2 separate regions of the Hordeum vulgare genome follow, and region 1 is linked to region 2. A link is a contact called in public Hi-C data. All regions are on one chromosome and are shown on one strand. Each heading gives the region's core, a stretch centred on a gene start, on an enhancer-like site or on the middle of the called end of the contact. The rest is flanking DNA. Distances are from core to core; before and after follow the strand shown. Region 1 holds the start of LOC123407827 (glycosyltransferase BC10-like). Region 2 holds the start of LOC123411206 (far upstream element-binding protein 1-like).

Region 1 (6,636 bases), core at 4,070-6,569, 270 kb after region 2:
GCAAACTTAACATAGGGCAAGGTAGCACAAGTCAGTCCTACAGACCACGTATTAGATACACTAAACTAAATTTTAAGGTAAACTATCCTTGTTATTGTTCAATGATGCTTCTATTTTTTGATGTGTTTATACCATCGTCACATCATTTTTTGATACTCAGGTTGACACATTCTTTGCTGTTGGATCTCCTTTGGGAGTCTTCTTGTCGCTGAGGAACGTTCGTATTGGTGTTGGTATGTACTCCCTCCGTCCCAAAATAAGTGTCGTTGATCTAGTACAATTTTTTTACTAATTTAGTACTAAATCTGTGACACTTATTTTGGGACGGAGGGAGTAGCATTTTTGACTAAAATATACTTTGCCACAGCAGTGCTGACACTATTTTGTGGTTTATATAGTTTTCCACAGTACTACTCCTATATTTAGGATTAAATTATATCACCATGTATTTATAAATCAGTATTTATCTTATGTTACAAAACTGTCAGCATTTGGATACAGATTTGTGTATTGAGAAAGTACTAGAAAAAAATATCATCTGTGCTGTGTTTAGGACAGCATAGAGCCATAGACCAAGGCCAGTGAAGGCTGTAAAACTAAATGCAGGGCTCCACAACACTTTCTTTTCAGTGTTTCAGCCCCTCAATGCCTCCAGAGCGCTTTTCCTCTGAATGAACTGAAATCATGGCCTTCTGTATAGATGCATTGTTGTGTCCCTCTGCTCTATTAACATGGATGGTGTCTTCCTCTATGCATCTATGTTCCTGGTGTATCACTAGTGTCTTGATGACTCATTTTGGAGAGGTCTATGGGGAACCTTAACCCACCTTATGATTTGTCATTGCCCCTGGCAACTGGCAGTTGATGATCTGCTATCTTATTTCTGAAACTCGTAGCTTCTTTGTTAAAGGCAGGGGACAAGATTATTGGCAAGACAAGAACGTTGTTGAAGAAATGCCATGCTGCAGGCAGATGTTCAATGTTTTCCATCCTTTCGATCCTGTAGCATACAGGTTTGTAGCTTCCTTGCATATTATCGTTTTAACCTTGTGTTTAGAGAGCTGTCCAAAGATGCAATATCATAATGGATCTAAATAACGCCAATCTGGTATGAATTAACATGTTACATAAGCTTCACCACTTTTGTTGAATGTCCCAGAACGGACTAAGGTTTGTCGCTTTTTAGATATGTTCCTTTATTTTACTGGAATATAATGCACTTATCTGTTGCAAAGTGGGGAACATGGCACATAAGTCTAGGTCGGTTTTTGTTGCAGAGTTGAACCACTTGTATGTGAAGATTATGTGAACAAGCGCCCCGTTGTTATACCCTACCATAGAGGCGGAAAGAGGATACATGTTGGAGTGCAGGTGGGTTTTATGTCATTTAACCGAACTCACAAAGGAGCATGTCTGTTTCTGACTTGAGGCCGATTTGTCTCTTATATACCTAATTTGGTTTGATATGTTACAGGAGTTCACAGAAGGTGTTGCTGCACGTTCTCAGGCTATTGCCCGTCAATTCAAGTCATTGAAGGTCTGCTCTTTATTCCGATATGCTTATATGGATTTAGTGCATAGAGTTTTAAAACAGTTATGTGAATCTGGGTGGGGTTTGATATATTAACCTTCGATACATGTGAATGATAGAGAAGCGCGCGGCTCTTACCTGATGAGTTGGTTTATTTGCTCTGTTTAGGTCAAAGCGGTAGCTGCCTTGTTATCACTGAGCAAAAATGACACGGAAGGTAATTGGTACATCAGTTTTTGTTAGCTTCTACACATTCTGAGCGAGAAACAAGCAGTGTTCTGATCAATTGTTGTTATTTAGAGGACGATGAGAGCACGAAGGAGGAGGAGAGATCATATGGTTCCATGATGATGGAAAGGCTGACTGGTTCACCGGATGGTCGAGTTGATCATGTGCTTCAGGTTATTAAGCTCTTGCAGTTCTTCTACTCTTTGTATTGGTGTGTAGTGTTGCTTACTTTAGTCATTAAAATTAACGTGCTCCACTGTGCACGTGAATGGTATTGTGCAATTGCTTTCGCATAAGCCATGTTGTAGCTCGGCGCACACCCGCATGTGTTCTTAATTCTCATCTAAGATTTTCAAAAGGCAGCTCAGGACATTCGGGTGGTGGACAACATGCACCCACTGGCAAGCTAATAAATATGTCGCTGGGTCCCCAGTCCCCTCCTGTCAACTTGACCCACTTTCCCCTCGGCTTTTCCATTTTGACTGAACTAGTTCGCCTTTTCTGATTGCATTTGCAGTGAGTCAAATATTTCAGAGCTTACAGTCTTAATAATGTAACTGCAGGAGAAAACATTTCAACATCCATATTTGTCCGCTCTGGGATCTCATACGTGAGCTCATTCATCGGTTATGTTGGTTTCCATTTGTGTTTCCTCATGTCTATTTCACTTTTTTAACAAGCCTCTGGATTGATTTCTGTAGCAACTACTGGCGAGATCATGATACCGCTCTCTTCATTATCAAACATTTGTACCGTGATATACCTGAAGAGCCTCCAACTGATGGAACTGGAAGTGCACCCATTAGACTGTTCTATGTGAGGGATCCAATTGCTGAAGACACGCCCCTGACATTTTCAGACAACTCCTCAGTCAAGGAATTCTCCAGAAAGGTCAAAACTTATTCGAGAAAAGGGGATGATGATGCAAACTGCGAAGCTTCTTGATGGTATGTTGAGATGTTAGCCTATTTTTTCATCTATCTTCTAGCATTCTACATATGTACTCCTTCTGTACCTAGTACCTAAATACTTGTAGTTGAAAAAAAACTAGACTAATTCTTTCCAACTACAAATATTTAGGTACAGAGGGAGTAGGTTGGACTGTTGGGTGAGAAGTTTCAGTAAGTCAGTACGTACATAACGGGCGCATATGTTGTCGAACCCCGAGAGAACCCATGCGTAGGGTTTCATTTTGCTGTATTTACCCCTCTAAATCTTCTATTGACTGCTAGCTTTTTAACTATAACTCCTACTCCCTCCTGCCCCATTTAATTGACTTGATGCATTCACATGTCCATTCGCCATTCGCCATTAACACTGATCGTTGCGACAGTTAATTAGGGACGGAGGGAGTAGTTGATTGTTTGCGTCCAGTATGTTAGTCCATATGATCACCGGCTTGCTTTCAACGAAGACTAATGTTTTATTTTCTGTTCAGGTAACCACTGTATGTTGCAACGTGACATCGTCTTTGCGATTTTCACCTAGCAAAAGTGTTCCGCGAAAAGAAAAAACCCTGAGCAGAAGCGTGATGTACATAAAAAGCACCTGCATAAAGGGACGCATTGCACCGTTACGGACAAAGTGGGGATACATTGCTGGTATGCATCCTTGTCACTTTGTTGGCACCACAGATCAGAGTCAGAACACATTTGCGGGTGAATGGATGTTGCACATAGAATTATGGGCCGGCACATGATGTGTATAACTTGTTTGCCTGTATCTCAGGCAGTAATTTTGTACATGTACAGATAAAAGGGTGTGTGTGTGTGTGTGTAAAAAAGAGCTGATTAGTTTTAAGCAGTTGAAGAGCAGGTGGAAAAACAGATGTGACTCAGTTACGTGCCTGCAGTGCAGCACGTCCAATGGCGATTCCACCGGCACAAGAGCAAGATGTGCATTCTCACCTCATGTGTAGAGAGTAGCAGAGCTTTTGCCCAATGTCAAATTCTCCATTCCGGTTGTAAAACAAACATCAAAGGACAAAAAGAGGAGTCATCAACGCCATGTGGCAGTCTAAGGAAATACCCAACCCAATGTACGCTTGATTTTTGTCCCCTGGCACCAGTTAAATGATAGCCCCTCTCTCTCTCTCTCTCTCTCGCGTGTCATGGAAAACTCGGTCAAGAAACAGCTGGACTTGATGATATCATAATAAACGCTGGTTGATATGGAACTAAACTGGATTGTCGGAAGTGTTATAGCGACGGTCAGTCGGCTGCCTGTAAATAATCTGTGCCACGTTGACAGCCGTGTCCCGTCCCTATCGTGCTTGCAGTTTTGGTCAGTCGCATAATTTGACCGCAAACGCGATTTGCATGGTCGGGTCTGACCGTTTTGACGTGGTCACTCCCCTTGCGCCTACAAACCAGCCTGCTATGCAGAAGATGCACTGCACGTGCATGCGGCTGACTCGCTCCAACTGATCCCTACTTACTTCGAAACATGCTTTGCCCGCTTGCTTGTCCGCAAGAGACACTGGTCCGGCCTGAGTTTTTTCTCCATGGAGGCCCCGAGCTTGTGCTTGGTTGGTCGTAACAAGTTACCAATTAATGCATGCGGCGTGCTTGGTCGACTACAGAGATGAGTTGGCCTCGTCGCACCATGCATAAGCATAATGATGCGAGGGTGTGAGGGTTTAGTGGAATGATTGGATGCCATGTATGGTTCCCCCATTTTAATGCTAAAGCTAGCCTGTGAAGGATATGCAATGGCGTACAGGGTCATCTTATTCCCGATGAAGCCAAACGGCCAACTGCTGCTGCTGATGATGATGATGATTATGAGGATGCCTTGCACCCACCGATACGTCGGATCCATGCAGGATCCAACAGCGATGTGGCTGTCCCCAAGTAGAGTATGCATTCTTTGGGAGGCGGAATGGATTAAGCTAGGTAGCATCCGATACGCAACGACCGTCCCGCCTCACGAACTGCACTGGAGCGGCGCTGGCCGGAGCCAGGCGGGTCGGCTCGAACCGCACCACCCAACGGCACAAAAACCAACCGGCAGGCAGCCGCTCCCGCTCTTCACCATCACCATCACCATCACGTGCCTCTTGCTCCGCGACTGACGTGCGGCCCACCCGCGTCCCGCGCCCCCACGCGGCAGTGCCCTCCCACGTCTCCCCGTCCACGTCGCTGGCCGACCGTCCGTTCCAGGCCGCCAAAAGAAAGAGCAACTTTCACCAGTCACCGCGCGCGCGCCGCTGACGGGTGGGGCCGCGACGACGCGTGAACCGGCGCGTCGCCGGGGGATTTACGTACGAGTCGCCGCCCGGCGCCGCTTCCGCCACCGTGGGCCCGCGCGTCTTCCAGACCGTTTCTTCCCACCCAAATCAATTACAATTACTACTACTCGATTTCAGTCATTTATTTGTAGACGACGAAGAAATAGTAAGATCATCGATTACAATTACAATTACTCCTCCCCCGCGGCCTCGGCGTCGGCCTCTTCTCCGCGACGACCACTCGGAGAAGAAGAGGAGGAGGAGGAGGAGGACGAGGAAGGCAAGGCAGCTCCCATAAATACGAGGCCTCCAGCTCCGTCCCCGACTCGAGTCGGAGCTGGATCGGAATCGACAGCGACCTCTTCCTCCTCCGCCACGCGTATTCCCTCCTCCTCCTCCCCCTCCCCCTCCTTACCCACTAAGAAACACAGAAAGAAAGAGTGCCACCCCCCGCCTTCCCCTTGCCGCGTTTCCTCCCCTCCCCTCCCCTCCCCTCCCCTCGCGTCGCTCGCCGCCATAAAGGGCCCTCGCCGCGTGTCGTCCATCTTCCCAGGCCCTTTCCGCGCGGATCCACCCGGCCCGGCTGCGATTTCCCGTGAACTGCGTGCCGCCAGATCGGGGCCTCCCTGCGGATTCCGGCGCCGAAAAGGCCCCATCTTGCCCGCTCCCCCAGGCCATCTTGCTCGATCTCGCCGCCGGCGGAACCGTCCGGATTCGATCATCCTCCTCCTCCGCCGGCCCTCGCGATGTGGGGGGACACGAAGCCGATGCTCAAGTCCCGGGGCGGGGGCGGGGGCGGCGGCGGCGGCGACGAGGACGGCGACTACTTCCCCAACACGCCGCGCAAGGACTGGTCCACGGGCCTGCTCAAGCTCGTCACCGCCATGGTCATCTTCATGGCCGGCGTCGTCATCGGCCTCTCCGTCAGCGCCAACGTCTCCCGCTACTACTACAACTCCCACACCGAGCTCTTCTTCCCCACCGCCACCTACAGCTCCTGCGACCGGCGCGGCGCCACGGGCGACTGCGGCCCCGGATTCAAGGCCTTCGTCCACCCGCCCCAACTCGCGCACTCCATGACCGACGAGGAGCTCTTCTGGCGCGCCACCCTCGTGCCAACCGCCGACGAGTTCCCCTTCCAGCGCGTCCCCAAGGTCGCCTTCCTCTTCATGACCCGCGGCCCGCTCCCCTTCGCGCCCCTCTGGGAGCGCTTCTTCCGGGGACACCAGGGCCTCTTCTCCGTCTACCTCCACACCATACCGGACTACAAGCTCAACGTCTCCAAGACGTCCCCATTCTACGGCCGCCAGATCCCCAGCGAGGTACTATAATCAACCTCCTTCTCACACTCTCTTCTTTCCGTCATAAACATAATTTACCTTAACTTAACTTACAGTAGTGAAAATTTCAGTTATCCAGTCGTAGCACAATCAGATTGTTATTAGTTAGTTGAACGAACCGTGAAATTTGTGGCTGATTGATTCGTTAGCTGGTGCCTTGGTGGAGTGAGTCGGACAACCGTTGTCGTGCTAGTTGGTGGTTGCCATGTGCTCAACTTGATTCATGATTGGGATATGTGTAGTATGTATTTGCTCTAGCCTCTAGGGGAATATGCTTGCTTGACCCCATGCCAGGATGGTGGGTAAAC
Region 2 (6,430 bases), core at 3,012-5,511:
GGCCCCCACTGAGAAGCTGGGCCATGACCCTGAGGGTGGTGATGTTGCGGACCATAGCCACCAGACTGAGTTGTGTTTCTTGGAAATGTCTGTATAAAAAAGTATGTTAGAAACCAAACAAGAAAAGTAAATGGCAAAGACAAAGACAAATAAGGCAGTTCAAAGCCTAGATATAAGATGTAACAACATTGTACAGCAATAAACCTGCAAGTAAGTGCTAGTAAAGAACTTCTCATAGCTACAGCATTCAAATAAAGTAGTCTTCCATGAGAGAAAATACAAGTATACATCTTTGAACATTTCATACCCTTATGTGGACAGCTAAAGGGAAAAGTACAACACAAAGCACAATAGGATCAACCATAGTCCATGAATAAACACATAATGTCAATGAGATGAGACACTATTATTAGAATACAAATACCAACAAGACCATCAAATTCGTTCAGTAGAATTAAAGGAACAGGAGCTTCACAGATTGAAAGAAACAATGTGTACAATTCAACATATTTCCACATCTTCGTACAGTTCAGAAATAAAAAACATGGCAAGATCGCATGCAAAGCACAACATGATAACAAGGTTAATGCCCTAACTTCATAAAGGGACAGAGAGGGGCTGCAGTTGTGAGGGGCAACACATCATAAAACTAAGATAAATGATGTGACATTGTTCGCAGCTTTTCAGCTATAGAGATGTGGTTCTGCAGACAACATAGAGTTGCAAACAATTTAGTTCAGCAAACCTAGACATGGTGATGCAGTATCCTTGTCATGGCAATGATACAATTGGTGCAGCCTTCCAATGCAGGATTGTTTTTCTTTCCGTTTCAGCCATAAGCAGCCTTACCAGTTACCCCAACTACAAAAACCATACAAGGGCAAGGGACAACAATCAATATCCCTCTGCTGTGATGCAACGGATGAAGGAGATGACCCCATCAGGAAGGCCTAGCTGAATCTGCATTGGTATACCCAGCCAACTGCAATTGGCACCTTCAACAAAAGATAATTCACAGAAACTGGAAGGGACAGAACCTGATGTGTCAGCTACGACTTCCGATATAGGAAACAGTATCAGATTTTATCGAGTTATCAAGAGGCTAATTGAGCAAACCATGTGTAAAGCCAGAGCCAAGGATCAGGTAAAAACATTGAGGGCAAGCTAGTTAAACTAGAACCATGAGCTCTTCTATTATTGCTTCTGTAACTGTATCCAACTTTCCTAAGTCCAAAATACAAACTGTTCATTATTAACTGGAAGTCAAACCATTTATTCCTATTCCTAGTTCGTACTGCACATTATGTTCGTACTGATGCTACATGAAAGCACAATAACAAGATGCGCAGGTTGCTGTCAACACTCGCATTTTATAGTGACATGCAAAACAAAAGGTGACATACTAATATTTCAGGGCGAAGTTTGGTGGAGAATATTAACTCTAACAGTAACAAATACCCCACAACAAAGTTATGTGGGCAAAACTAACTATTACAACCCAACCAAGCCGATTGCATGTCACTGACTGATTGATCAATCAAGGAAAATAGGGCAAACGGAGAACTTACCTTCCAGTCCAGTTAGGAACTTCTATATACCAAGAATGTCATACAGGCCCATTGTAGAAGACATAGATTAGTCTATACTCAATACTTCAGATTCCATAAATGGGCAAGGGGCAAAAATACAACACCCCAAGCACGATGAAGTGACTATTTTCGAATTGCTATTTAATCAAGAATGCACTTGCGCCAAAGGATGCTCATATACACATGAACAATGTTCAAATTTACAACATACAGAGCTGGAATGGAACAGCCACAACTGTTGTATATGTTAAAATGGGAGCATCAACGCAAGTTATAAAAATGGCATCAGGTAGGAGAATTTTCAGTTTCTATTATCAGAAGATAAAAGGTTTTACTCCAAAAAACAACTAAAAAGACTCTGCTTTCAGGCAAAACATCTCCAGTCCTGGTCATAGACAAAGCAAGTTGAACATAATTGACAAAAATGTTTGAGAAGTTATGAGGATTAAGTGCATCACATTTATTAGCAATATTAGCATAGCGCCATGAATAACATACAATTAAACTACCAAAATGGTGATGTAGCTAAAAAATGTGTACCAATCAGACAAGATAAAAATGAAATACACAGGCAATCATACATGCTATGATTACGTACCAGGTAGCATAACACACAAACTTCATTTTTTGCGACAACACTAAATCCATATCACTACGTTTATCACAGAGGTATAAGCACCATGCAGCTAATCACAGCACAAATGTACATATGGGCAATTGACAGAATAAAGCATTACTGAGTTGATAACTGCAAGGATTGATATAAGGCCTGGCAGGATCACAACAGCCTCAAGCATCAGAGGTTTCACCACAGCAATAATGAACAAAAAAAGAACAAAGCAGGATCGCATCACCTGACTCATGGCTTGCTTAATCAACTCTTTTGCAGCTTCTATCTGCTTCTTATTGCCAGTAACACGTACAGTCCTTTCGGTCAGTGTAGTACCCGCGGGAGGATGTTGAGGAATTAACTACATCAACATTTACCGCCGCCCTCAAGCCTCAGTTAACATAAGCTATAATTGTTTAAAATGCCAATATAACATGTAAATTGTCTACCTGGATTCGAGCACCCGATCGGGTTTGCAGGTTTTTAATTGTCTCGCCTCCTTTTCCAATAATTAAACCAACCTAAGAAATAGACAAGATCAGAAAACAGTTAGGCAAACAAAACAGTTTGATTCTTCGCCAACATTGAAAACTAACCTTATTATCAGGGACTAGCATCTCAAACTGCTCTGAACCTGACTGACCAGACCCAAAACCTTTGGCTATCAAGGCAGGGGAACCGCCAGCCTCAGCCTGGAATATATGCATTGGATGGAGCCTTAGAGATGAACTTCTACAGATATAAGTTCAGCGAACGTGAACTACTTCAAACCCATGAGAAAGTTGATATATTTAGCATACCTCAGCTATAACACTCTTAATAAGCTGCTCGGCCTTGTCAATACTCTCGACAGTTCCAACCAATTCAACTGGACGAGTCATGGCATCTGAAGAAACATCTGCATCCTTTGTGATTTGGATCTTTGCGCCTGAGCTCATTTGCAGGTTTCTGATTGTTTCACCAGCTTTTCCTATTAGAACACCGACCTGCACGAATTTCCACCATCAGCATAAGCAAATTACGTGTGTAAATCAATACTCCATCCGTTCCTAAATATAAGTCTTTTAAGAGATTTGACTAGTGGTCTACATACGAAGCAAAATGAATGAATCTATATTTTAAAATATGTCTATATACATCCGTATGTAGTCCACTAGTGGAATCTTTAGAAAGACTTATATTTAGGTACAGAGGGAGTAGTAGACACGGATGTTATTCTGTATTTGATGCTTTCTATGTTTCCTCTTGTGTTTCCCACAGAATACTGGCTACCAAATTTTGATATGAAGCAGAACCCGACAACAAAAAACAGATTTCATCTATGACACTGTTATACCTTGGTATTGGGCACATCAATTAGGCGGGTAGTCTCCTGCAGGGCACCGGTTGCATCACCTTCTTGCTGTTGTGGCGGTGCTTCAGTTGCGGCCTCCTGTGGCTTGACCTCAGAACTTGTCTGCAGATCGCCGGCAGGAGCAACCTCAGCATTCTGGGCATCTGCCGCACCCTCGGTAACCACAGAGACGGGCTCCTCGGGCTTCTCGAAGGACTCGCTGTTTTGCACGGCATCTGATCCCAACAGAGATAACGAACGGATCAGACGGATTACGATTCCAAGCTTAAGACGAAACCGACCATCTCCGAAACGAGAGGGTCATCGCCGAGACGAGACACTGAACCCTAGGTACAACGCGCACGTGGATAGAGAGGGGTGGGGTGCGAGAGAGATTAACCTGCGCCGTTGCCTTCCACGCGCGGCCGCTTGGCGTCCTCCCCGGCGCCGTTCGCCTCCGCGCCCGCGTCGACCTCATCGAGCTTCCTCTTGTGGTCGCCATCGGCCTCGGCAGACTCTGGTGGCGTGGGGGCGGCTGCCGCAGGGTCAGATGCGGCGTCTTCCTCCACGGCGTCGACGAGGTCTACGACTGGAATCTTCACCTCGGGCGCTGCCTCTGGCGGCGGCGCCGATGCGTCTGAGTCCGCCATGGGGATTAGGGTTTGAGGGTTTTCGCCTCCGGTTTTCGTACGGGGGTGTGGAGGCGCCTGTGGGGATATGCGAGAGAGGAGCCCGTGTCCCGGCCTGTCTTGGTTATATAAAAGCGTGGTCGGAGGCGTATTTTTATTTTTACTTCTAAAGCTCAAGATCTTACGTGCGTCATGGAGAGACACGTATTTGAGTTAGTTCACAGGTAGTGAATAATACTCCCTCCGTTTTTAAATATAAGTATTTTTGAGAATTTTTACTTCTAAAGCTCGAGATCTTACATGCGCCACTGAAAGACACGTATTTGAGTTAGGCCCTGTTTGAAACCACCCAGATTATATAATCCAGTTTTTATAATCTATTCTGTCTCCAAATAGAACAGATTATGATGTAGATTATAAAAACTAGATGGATAGATTATTAAAAACTCATAATCTATTCTACACCAGCTAAAATCAGATTATGGATTGCTAATGACCCATTACCCTTGTAAAGTTGGAGATAATTGCATTCCTACCACCACCATCCTTCTCTTTTAAAAAAACAGAGGGCAGACAGGTCATTATGCAATGTAAGACCTGAATTACAATTTATATAATCTGGACTTCAAACATGTCCACCTAGATTATTTTTATAAACCAGATTATATAATCTATCTTCATAATTCAGATTATCATGATCTATTATGGTTCCAAACAGGGCCTTAGTTCACATGTAGTGAATAATACTTTATCCGTTCTTAAATATAAGCATTTCTAGAGAATTCATTAAGAAACTACATATGAATGCATGTAAACATGTTTTAGACGGTAAATTTATTCATTTTACTTTATACGAGGTTCACTGGTAAAATCTCTAAAAACTTATATTTAGGAACAGAGGGAGTACGTGATTGTAAAGGATTCCACAAGCACACTATAAATAATTTTTACTTCTAAAGCTCAAGATCTTATGTGTGCCATGGAGAGACGCGTATTTGAGTTAGTTCGCGTGCAGTAAATAATACTTCCTCCATTCCCAAATATAATATTTTCTAAAGATTTTAATATGCACTACATATAGATGTATATAGACCTATTTTTTTTATCTTTTCTTAGCTTAAAAACTTATTTTAAAATAAAGGGAGTAGTTTATAATGAAATCTTTAAAATATCGTATATTTAGGACGGAGGTGTACGTGATTGTAATTGAAAAAACAAAGCATTTTTTGTCTTTCCTTTTGTACTTATATGTTTTTCGCTCTTATTATGATGGTTCAGCATTGTTCTAAAGCGTCATATACGCAAAGATACGAATTTGGGTGTGTTTGATAACATGGTTTTTTGGAGAACGGACTTTGAAGGCCGAGCATCGTGGAGCTTGAAAAAAAATTAAAATCAAATTTCAAATATTTAGTTTCAAAAAAATCTAAAATGAATGCAAGTAAAGAAGGATGTTACGTGTATATGTGTGAATTTTTAAGATGAAATACATTAAAATATGATCTACATAAAAAAGACAAATTCATGGCCTGCGACAATGAATAATACCATGTGTTAAAAAGCTTCAGATTTTTCTTTTTTGTACATGCTTCATTTCAACGTATTTTTTCCTGGAAATTTACACACGTGTGTGTTACGTCCTCCCTTATCTCTATATTGTTTTTTGATTTTTTTTAAATGTAAACATATGAAATTTTTATGGATTTTGGATTTCAAATTTAAAGGCCTCCACAAAGACTGAGCTCCAAAAGCAATTTCCAGGTTTTTCCTTTTTTTCATATTAGTTGAGTGACCGGTTGTTGTCATGAAATATATATGTACATGTTGCTACCTTATCAAGATGTCGCTTGTGTGCCCATGATGATAAAAGGTATTTTAGTAAATGTCATGTATCGAGTTTCATGGGGAAAATGTTCCTTTAACGCATGCTTCTACTTTATCTAATTATCAAGCCTTTCATGATTCAAAAATGCGGTATCTCACTATTCCTGCAATTATTTTTTCTAGTTATGAGCCTTTAAAATATTTTATGGTGGGTATTGAATCTTCTTGAAGTTAGGTATATTTTGATATGTCCCCGAAGGTGGTAGCAAATCAGACAGTAATGAAGCATTCATCCATTAGTCGGATACTGGTGCATGGGGCGTCACCTGTGGTGTCACATGAAAGGAAGTTTGTGCAGTGTTAGATTGACAATCGACCCTTCTGTCCCCTTTCTTCTCTAATTGCTTGCAAACATGTACATACAAGTAAGGAACTTGCAATAGAA

Evidence for each region. A called contact is a pair of places that touch in the nucleus more often than the background predicts.
Region 1: a contact with region 2 is called in a Hi-C map of leaf, with 3 times the contacts expected there. The contact joins the promoter of LOC123407827 here to the promoter of LOC123411206 in region 2. A contact is called at or near these places in 3 of 6 Hi-C or Micro-C datasets (all in leaf).

Annotation. Positions count from the first base shown.
Region 1 is chr7H:434,388,562-434,395,197 of MorexV3_pseudomolecules_assembly, forward strand. It overlaps LOC123407827 (glycosyltransferase BC10-like), which reads left to right and starts at 5,320. Exons shown (of 2, transcript XM_045101053.1): 1 at 5,320-6,310. The coding sequence starts at 5,735. LOC123407405 (phospholipase SGR2) reads left to right here. Exons shown (of 23, transcript XR_006612595.1): 13 at 1-77; 14 at 161-233; 15 at 911-1,013; 16 at 1,278-1,371; 17 at 1,475-1,537; 18 at 1,700-1,748; 19 at 1,832-1,932; 20 at 2,323-2,369; 21 at 2,461-2,706; 22 at 2,840-2,938; 23 at 3,198-3,940.
Region 2 is chr7H:434,122,079-434,128,508 of MorexV3_pseudomolecules_assembly, forward strand. It overlaps LOC123411206 (far upstream element-binding protein 1-like), which reads right to left and starts at 4,262. Exons shown (of 7, transcript XM_045104150.1): 1 at 3,933-4,262; 2 at 3,536-3,768; 3 at 3,000-3,185; 4 at 2,796-2,891; 5 at 2,649-2,720; 6 at 2,444-2,560; 7 at 1-89. The coding sequence starts at 4,182.